Regions from separate parts of the Mus musculus genome. Here regions 1 and 2 are each linked to region 3. The links are chromatin contacts, called in public HiChIP or PLAC-seq and promoter capture Hi-C maps. All regions are on one chromosome and are shown on one strand. The core of a region is the stretch at or near the end of the contact, and the rest is flanking DNA. Distances in the headings are between cores, read along the strand shown. Region 1 holds the start of Adm (adrenomedullin). Region 2 holds the start of Ampd3 (adenosine monophosphate deaminase 3). Region 3 holds the start of Ipo7 (importin 7).

Evidence for each region. Promoter capture Hi-C pulls out the DNA fragments that hold promoters and counts their contacts. HiChIP or PLAC-seq counts read pairs in DNA pulled down with a chosen protein or histone mark.
Region 1: a contact with region 3 is called in an H3K4me3 HiChIP or PLAC-seq map of pro-B cells, with 6 times the contacts expected there. The contact joins the promoter of Adm here to the promoter of Ipo7 in region 3. A contact is called at or near these places in 5 of 39 promoter capture datasets (cranial neural crest, embryonic stem cells, hippocampal neurons and 2 more), 4 of 115 datasets of contacts at active chromatin or transcription factors (astrocytes, embryonic forebrain, large pre-B cells and 1 more) and 1 of 9 other capture datasets (liver).
Region 2: a promoter capture Hi-C map of erythroid cells shows a contact between it and region 3, with 8 times the contacts expected there. The contact joins the promoter of Ampd3 here to the promoter of Ipo7 in region 3. A contact is called at or near these places in 2 of 39 promoter capture datasets (erythroid cells and pre-B cells).

What each region holds. Positions count from the first base shown.
Region 1 is chr7:110,626,278-110,628,977 of GRCm38.p6, forward strand. Adm (adrenomedullin) reads left to right here and starts at 1,380. Exons shown (of 4, transcript NM_009627.2): 1 at 1,380-1,544; 2 at 1,980-2,099; 3 at 2,248-2,397; 4 at 2,585-2,700. The coding sequence starts at 2,002. Gm28863 (a long non-coding RNA gene) reads right to left here. Exons shown (of 3, transcript XR_003946665.1): 2 at 458-2,138; 3 at 1-221.
Region 2 is chr7:110,766,830-110,769,529 of GRCm38.p6, forward strand. Ampd3 (adenosine monophosphate deaminase 3) reads left to right here and starts at 1,377. Exons shown (of 15, transcript NM_001276301.1): 1 at 1,377-1,550. It also overlaps B430319F04Rik.
Region 3 is chr7:110,017,015-110,019,714 of GRCm38.p6, forward strand. Ipo7 (importin 7) reads left to right here and starts at 1,301. Exons shown (of 25, transcript NM_181517.5): 1 at 1,301-1,494. The coding sequence starts at 1,411.

The DNA.
Region 1 (2,700 bases), core at 130-2,629, 610 kb after region 3:
CGGGACAGGAATGCCTAGTCGGTTTTGCTCTTGGTCTAACACTTAGAGGCAGATAAGGTAGGACACTGGGAGATCTGCCGGGGTCGCCAGGAAGAGGACATGAGTTGTCTGTGTCCACATCACCAGGGCTGGGGGCTAGGAGCTGTCGTAGGTCATGTCTTTAGCTTCGGGACCTTCCGGGAGACCTGCATGCGGAGCTACGCCTGTCGCCCAGTTTGGCCCTAGAAGGGAAGAAAGTGAACTCACGGATCTGTGAAGAGCACCAGCCCGTGGCAAACGTGTTCGAACTGATTCATCGTGAATTAGCACATATCTCTGGGCTAGGCGGGGGCCGGCATTCTCCCCCCACCTGATGAGAATGGTGACCCCAGCCAGAAAACCGAGCCGCTGTGCCCCAGTCTTTTGAGTCCAGACTCTACAGCTTCCCACCTTTAGTGTGACTGGGCAATAGACTTACCCTTTCGGCACTTCACTTTAATTCAAGAGAACACCAGCTCGGGAGTGTAGAGATCAAAAGCGATTGGGATCTGGCTGGGATTTGTCAACTGTAAAGTGATTAACATATGTGAGGCATTAGTGTGCTCCCAGTCAGTCAATCCTCACGTTTATGATGGATGAATGAAGGCAGTCAGGTCAACTCGCAGGTCATAGCCTTATAAGGGATAATAGTATCACAAGGAAGAAAACAAAACTATCTCTCTTCCTAATTTTGGCTATTCCTGTATTTCCAAATAGGAATGTGAGTTCTGAATTTTCAGATAACTACCCTCTCCAAACCCCAATTTCCAATTCAGCTGTTCCCAGTTCTGCCCTTATTACGAAATCCGTACTGGCTAGTCTATCGAGAAACCCCTCAGTCCCAGTCACTGGAGACTGAGCCTCTCCCTTCCAGGTGTACCCTGCGGGCACAGATGGGGGTCGAGGCTCAGTCAGGTGCTAAGCCGGCAGGGGGCGCGGTCCATTTGAGGTCACAGCTCCCCAAGTCCGGGGTTTTGGTTATCCATGTGTCCCACCCGTCTCCCGGTTCTTGCAGCACTGTCCAGGAAGCTCAGATCAGCACTCTGGGTTGTACACATTATGGGCAAAGGATTCACCCCACCCGAGTTGTTCTGGTTCCCCTTCCCTTCTCACTGTTTGAACTCTATGCTGGGAAATTAGGGCAAGGGAAGTCCTGCTCCAGTCTAATCTCTCAGAGCGGATCTCTGAGATGTCTAGCCACAGGGGACCTCTTACCCCTACCCCCCATACCCACAGGCAAGCTGCAGGGCAGGTCTGGTTTTAGAAGCAAGCACGCTGGAGAGGGAGGACTCCAGGGCAAATCTGACCACGCCCACCGTCCGCCCCTGAGCGCTTATAAGACGCTGGAGCTGGTGCTCACTAGTCAGTGGTTTCTTGGTGACACTAGACAGAGCAACTCCAGCGTTACCGCTCCCGCTCCTGGTTTCTCGGCTTCTCATCGCAGTCAATCTTGGACTTTGGGGTTTTGCTACTGTCAGAAGGACTTCTTTCTGCTTCAAGTGCTTGACAACGCACCCCTTTATCAGGTAGGAACCGCTGGCCTCCAGCATGTTAGGGAGGGGGACGGCTTTGCCAAAGCCCCAAAACTTGCAGAGCTGGACAAGGGGGAACAACCCACTTTAGGGTATCCAATGTAGAGAACACCTCATTGCCCAGGTCTAGCTCATGCGCACAGCTGGAGCTCTCTTGAGATCCCCCCTCCTCCTTGGGCTGAGATCCTGGGACTTTAGTTGGAAACCTCTGGAAGCCTGGCACTTCTCAATGGCTTCCTTTGCCTTGCTTGTCACCCACCCGGCCAGCGCAAAAATCTCCGGTGTTTCTCTGCGCCAGTGGGGGAGATAAGCAGCTGAGCCAGGAAGAGCGCTGCCAAGCGGCTCCCCGTCCTGCCGCCACCCTTCGCGTGCTGACGGGATCGTGCTGCTGGCCCGGTTGCTCACACTCGGTGTCTTGTTCCTTTCCAGGGTATCAGAGCATCGCCACAGAATGAAGCTGGTTTCCATCACCCTGATGTTATTGGGTTCACTCGCTTTCCTAGGCGCGGACACTGCAGGGCCAGATACTCCTTCGCAGTTCCGAAAGAAGTGAGTTTGGGCCGTGCTTTCTTTCTTCACTTTGAATACCTGGCAATGAGAGAAAACTGAGAGATGGTCTGGAGGTGTTACAAAGGGAGTGGAGCTGGCTGGGACATCACTTGAACTTAGGCCAAACGCATCTGCTTGTGTTTTCTAGGTGGAATAAGTGGGCGCTAAGTCGTGGGAAGAGGGAACTACAAGCATCCAGCAGCTACCCTACGGGACTCGCTGATGAGACGACAGTTCCTACCCAGACTCTTGATCCATTCCTGGACGAGCAGAACACAACTGGCCCCCTACAAGCCAGGTAACTATGCTCTCTGCAGAGGATGTGCCCTCTCCACTACTCTGACCCTGGGGATTGTCCTGGCTGCACTGCAGCTGAGGCTCCGGCGGAGGGAACGGGTTCCAGGTCCCTCGGGTACTGCATGGCTCCGGTCCCAGGTGGTTGGGACCAAAGCCCCGGTTGATGAGGTGTCCTTCCTTCTTCACAGCAATCAGAGCGAAGCCCACATTCGTGTCAAACGCTACCGCCAGAGCATGAACCAGGGTTCCCGCAGCAATGGATGCCGCTTCGGGACCTGCACATTTCAGAAATTGGCCCACCAGA
Region 2 (2,700 bases), core at 127-2,626, 750 kb after region 3:
ATAACAACAGCCAGAGTCCTGGAGAGATGGCTCAGCAGTCAAGAGTACTTGTTCTTGCAGAAGATCCAAGTTCCATTCCCAGAATCTACTCGGTGACGTATAACACTCATAACTCCAGTTCTAGGGGAGACAATGCCCTCTTTTGACTTCCTCATGCACCAAATACACAGGTATGCACAGACATATATGGGAACAAAAGGTTCATGCACATAAATAAATCTAAAAAAAATTAAGGTTCAGCAAACTAGCTAGCTTTTTGTTTCTGTTTCTGTTTGTTTGTTTTTCTGTTAGACAGGGTTTCTTTGTATAACAGAGCCCTGGCTGTCCTGGACTTGCTTTGTAGACCAGGCCGGTCTCAAACTCAAAGATAGCTGTATGCTGCTTGAGTGCTGGGATCAAAGGCATGGACCACCAAGCCTGGCCTAGCAAACTAGTTTAATCACGGTTCTTTCACCAAGCCGATCATGGGCAACTTTAAAGCAAGAAGAAAAAGATGCAGCATACTATTCATTAAAAGGAAAATAATTTTCTGGGTTGATGGTATGTGCCTTTAATCCCAGCAGTCTGGAGGCAGAAGGAGGGTCCATATAGCAAAATCCAGGTGAGCCAGGGCTGCATAGTGAGATCCTGTCGTATTTTTAAATTATTGCTTCATTTTTATCACATCTTTAACATTTTAAGTGTGCTATGTAATGTATATTAGCAGTCATGTGAGTATCATTGATAAATATGTAGATTGCAAGCATCAGGCTATGAAGTAGAAAGAATAAAATTTGGTGCTTAAATGAGACAGCTGTGAAGTGAATGAAAACTCACAGTAGCAGTAACTCTGTGAAAGAGGCACAAGTCAAAAGGTGGCTCCCCAGTGTGGCTTAAAGTGGGGGTGCTTGGGTGAGGTCACTGGTCAAGACTAAAACCACCAGCAGGCAATTAGGAGTTGGGCCTAGGAATCTCTGGTTGAGATGCACCTGCCGCTCTAGAGTATTCTGGGCCTAAGAGTTTACTAGCTTATCAGCAGGCAGGAGGCCATTAAAACCACCTGGATGGGCCTGGATTCTCTGAGTTAGCTCCAGAAATGATCCAGGGAGCTGGCATCCCGAGACTCCTCGGAGCAGGAGCAGCATAATGGAAAACCAGGCCATGGAGGCTAAGAAACCGGTCACTCTGTGGAAGTCTGTGGAAGCCAGCGGCGGCAGACACCCAGTGCTAACTTTGGGAGCTGTGTTCCAGGAAGGAAGGCGTGGTCAGCAGGCTGCAGTGCTGGGAAGAGGTGAGCAAGGGTGCACAGAAAGCTCCCGCTGGCCTTGGCAACTCAGAGGTCATTCCGGACTTTGAGGGGCTGGCATAGAAACTAGACCGCAGAAGGCTGGGAAGCAAGGAAGTGTGTGTGTGTGTGTGTGTGTGTGTGTGTGTGTGTGTGTGTGTGTGTGTGTGTGTGTGTGTGTACACGCGCGCGCCCGTGTGTGTTGGGAGGGGCGGGAAGGTGATTCAAGGGACCGGTCCAACACCTGGAGAAAACCAACGCTTGCTGGTCGGTTTAGCTACCAAGAGTAAGTGTCGTGGAGGGAACCATGCCTCTAGAATCTCGTTTTTTGGGGAAAGTCCTGGTTGGGAGGGGAGGAGGAGGTGGGCAAACACCTCGAGGCGCAGCAGCTAGATTGGTGGTAGGGAGGCTCAGAGCGGGTATCCCTGCTGGCATCTGACCCGGGACAGTGTCGCGGCCCCACGGAGCCCGGGTGGAGCCGGACTCGCTTCCGGCCGAGGACAGGGAGGCTGCCGCGCCCGGGTGCTTAGGTTTCCTGCTGGCAGCGCGGCCCAGCGCCTCGGGTAGCTTCGGGTCCTCCAGGTAGTGCGCGATCCCGCTGCACAGGCTCTCTGCCCCGCCACCGGGCCCTGCCGCACAGCGCTCAGCCTGGTCCCCACCAGTCGCGGGCTCCTGCGGGGCGGGCACGGGCTGCAAGCGCGGCCTGGTCGGGTCCAGCTCCACGTACCGGGCCGCGCAGGCGTCAGTGCGCTGCTGCCGCTGCCCTGTGCGCCCTGCCCGGCGCGGCACCTGCGCTCCAGCCCGGCAGCCGGCCCCCATGGCCCTGCCCTCCGAATCCGGTGAGTGCGCGCGATGCTGCGCCGCTGACCTTGGGCCGGCGCTCTGTGCCCAGTCCCCTCTGTGCTCAGAGACCAGAACCTCCGCAGCTCCCACCTCCAGAGCCTGTTCCCCGTCCCTACCCAGCGGTGGCCTGGGTCCTGGCCTCTGGTGAGCCTGCAGCACCTCTGGTTCCTGGCTTAGAGAAAAATCTCAAGATTTAGGGAAATTAAAGGAACCGGGCATGCTAGCTTTTGAGCTCCTGGACAAGTTTCTAGGTGCCTGAGCCTCACTGGGTGTGTTGGGCTGGGGTGAACTTCTAGGTGGAGGCAGAGGTATGGACCAGATGATGAGTCCGTTTGAGGACCCCTTTCTTACCTCCTGTCACTGGGCAAGTCACTGGGAGTACACCCTTGTGCTGTAGTAGGTTGGTTCCGCCCTTGAACTTCCTGCAGCTGCTTTAAGAGCAGATCTGCTAATGGCTGGTCTAGGCTGGCAGAGGCCTGTGATGCAAGTTTGAGAGGCCCCTTAGTAGATGTTTTCTAACGGGAGTGTCCCCAAACTGCATGTGGCTGGTGAGAAATAAGCAAAGTTACTGGAGTAAAGCTGACAGCAGTATG
Region 3 (2,700 bases), core at 51-2,550:
GGCATGCGCCACCACGCCCGGCCAAAATATTCTTATTTCATGAGAATTTATAATCAAGTATGGTAGTACAGCACTTGTGGGGTGGAGCAGGATTACAAATTTAAGGACAGTATGTTGTACACAGAGAACTGAATTCCTGCTTTCTTCAAGAACATAAGGTCCTAACCACTGAGTCATTTCTACAGCTCCCTGTTGCTCCTTTGTGAGACAGGTTCAAACATTGTAGCTCAGGCCTGCCTGAAGCTCAGTATATAGCTTCCCTTAGATTCTAATTGAAAATTGATTTGATTTCTAAAGGTAAAATGATTTGAGATGTATGACAGTAGTTCTCAATATTTTCACTGCTGCAATCCTTCAATATAGTTACTTATATTATGATGATTCCCAACCATGATAGTAGCATTTTCATTGCTACTTTATAACTGCAATTTTGCTACTGCTATGAATTATACTGTAAATATCTGATATGCAGAGGATAGCTGATATTCAACAAAGGGGTCACGATCCACAGACCCACAAGATGAGAACTACTGAATTAGAGGTTTAAATATCCATACACAGGGAGTTTTAATGGACATTATGCATTTATTCTGAATTTAGAAATAATTTATATAATGACGTAGCTGAGATTTGAACACTCATTAATAAGGCACAACTTCAATATATAGGATAAAGTCTTACAAAATGAGATTAATGAATCAAAGTGGAGCAGTTTTTATGGCATTTAGAAACTCATCTCAAATCATTGTTGAGAAAGTTCCATCTGGGAGGCTCAGGCAGTGGTATTGCAACAAGTTCAGGTCAAAAGCCTGTCTCAAAAAACAAAACAGAGCTGGGCGTGGTGGCGCATATCTTTAATCCCAGCACTCTCCCAGCACTTGGGAGGTAGAGGCAGGCGGATTTCTGAGTTCGAGGCCAGCCTGGTCTACAAAGTGAGTTCCAGGACAGCCAGAGCTATACAGAGAAACCCTGTCTCAAAAAACCAAAAAACAAAACAAAAACAAAACAGAAATTTCTTTTAATTATACAGTTAGTAACAACGTATTGCATCACACACTTCTTGAGATTCTCTAGGGATATCATATAAAATTTTGTAACTATTTTACTTTTCTCTTTGTGGCGTTTGAACGTTGTCCCTTTCACTGACTACAGTGGGAGCCAGCCACGTGGGCCGTGTCCGCGTTTGGGGACTACATTTCCCAGGGTGCTCCGCCGGAGACTTGACAGGAAGTGGCCGGAGCATCTCCCGCCTCCACGCCGAGGCGAGAAGGTTCTATCCGGGGCCTTGGCGCTTCTCTTTCCTTTCGCGCCGGTTGCCGCTGCGGAGCGCGGCCGGTCCATGTGCGCAGTGAGTGGCGCTATTTCTGCCTCAGTAGCACCGGTGTCCCGGGTCTGACCGACCGCGCGGCGATGGATCCCAACACCATCATCGAGGCCCTCCGGGGCACCATGGACCCAGCCCTGCGCGAGGCCGCTGAGCGCCAGCTCAATGAAGTAAGGACGGCCGGCTAGCGGCTGCTGCGGGCTTGTGGGCCGGCAGGCCAAGACTTCCAGGCCTGGCTGGAGACGCGGAGCACAGCTCCGACGAGCCCATTTGGAGAGGTTGGGCGGAGATCTGACCGCCGTGCCAGGCTCCACTGTGGGGACGCGGCGTCCAGGCCGCCACTCGGTCGGCTTCCGAGTGGGCCTCTGGCCCGGGTCTGGGCGTGTGGAGCCGGCCGAGCTAGGCGGGCGTGACGGTCTGGACACATGGCCGGCTCCCGTGGCCCGCCGCCCTCTGGCTGTCTCCCAGTTTGCTCTCGGGAGGGGGCGAGACAAACTGGGAGGGTGTAGAGATGTGTCCCAGACCAGTCTTTCCGGCGCCCGGTCGGCCGGGGTTCCTGGGGAGGCTAGCTAGTCCACTGGGGGCTGCGCCTGACAGCCTTGTGTGTGCTCTTGGCGGATCAGTGACCTGCCTGTCCGGTACAACTTTCTTCTCGCCGGCGAGGTGCTAGGGACAGATTTCAGATCTGGTAGGGCAGGGGTAGTGTGGGTTACACTGTGCGATCCCCGCTCTGGTACTGTCCTAGTACCACAGTTGGGAGGCGGGATGATGTAGTGGAACGGGTCAGATAAAGTGCGACCTTCTAGGTATAGCAGCCTCAATGATTTCTGGAGTGAGTGACCTTGGGCAAGTCTCACCTCCAGATCCTGAGTTGTACTCATTCATGAAATTAGGCCGTACGGTTGCTGTGATGGTCAAGTGAGATAATCTAGAGCCTATAGAGCTTTCATATGCAACATTAGTGGAGAGTTGGTTTCTCTTCCACGTGTTTTGGGCAGTGCCCCTTGGAAAACTGTTATATTGATATTCTATTGTACTGATTTCATCAGCGTTCTTTTTTTCTGAACTTGGCTATTTTATATATTAGTAAGAATTTAATAGGTTTATAAAAAGGCCTCTGTAAGGTCTCTTTGAGTCTCAGTGTTTTGGTGTGTGTGTGTTCATATACATATATATGTATACTGCATATACACAAATACTAAATTGTATATGCACGCTTTATACACACATATAAGTATCTTTTTTTTTTTTTAATGCAAAAAGAAACCCTTGTTTAAAGAAATCTTAGCCGAGCGGTGGTGGTGCACGCCTTTAATCCCGGCGCTTGGGAGGAAGAGGCAGGAGTATTTCTGAGTTCCAGGCCAGCCTGCTCTACA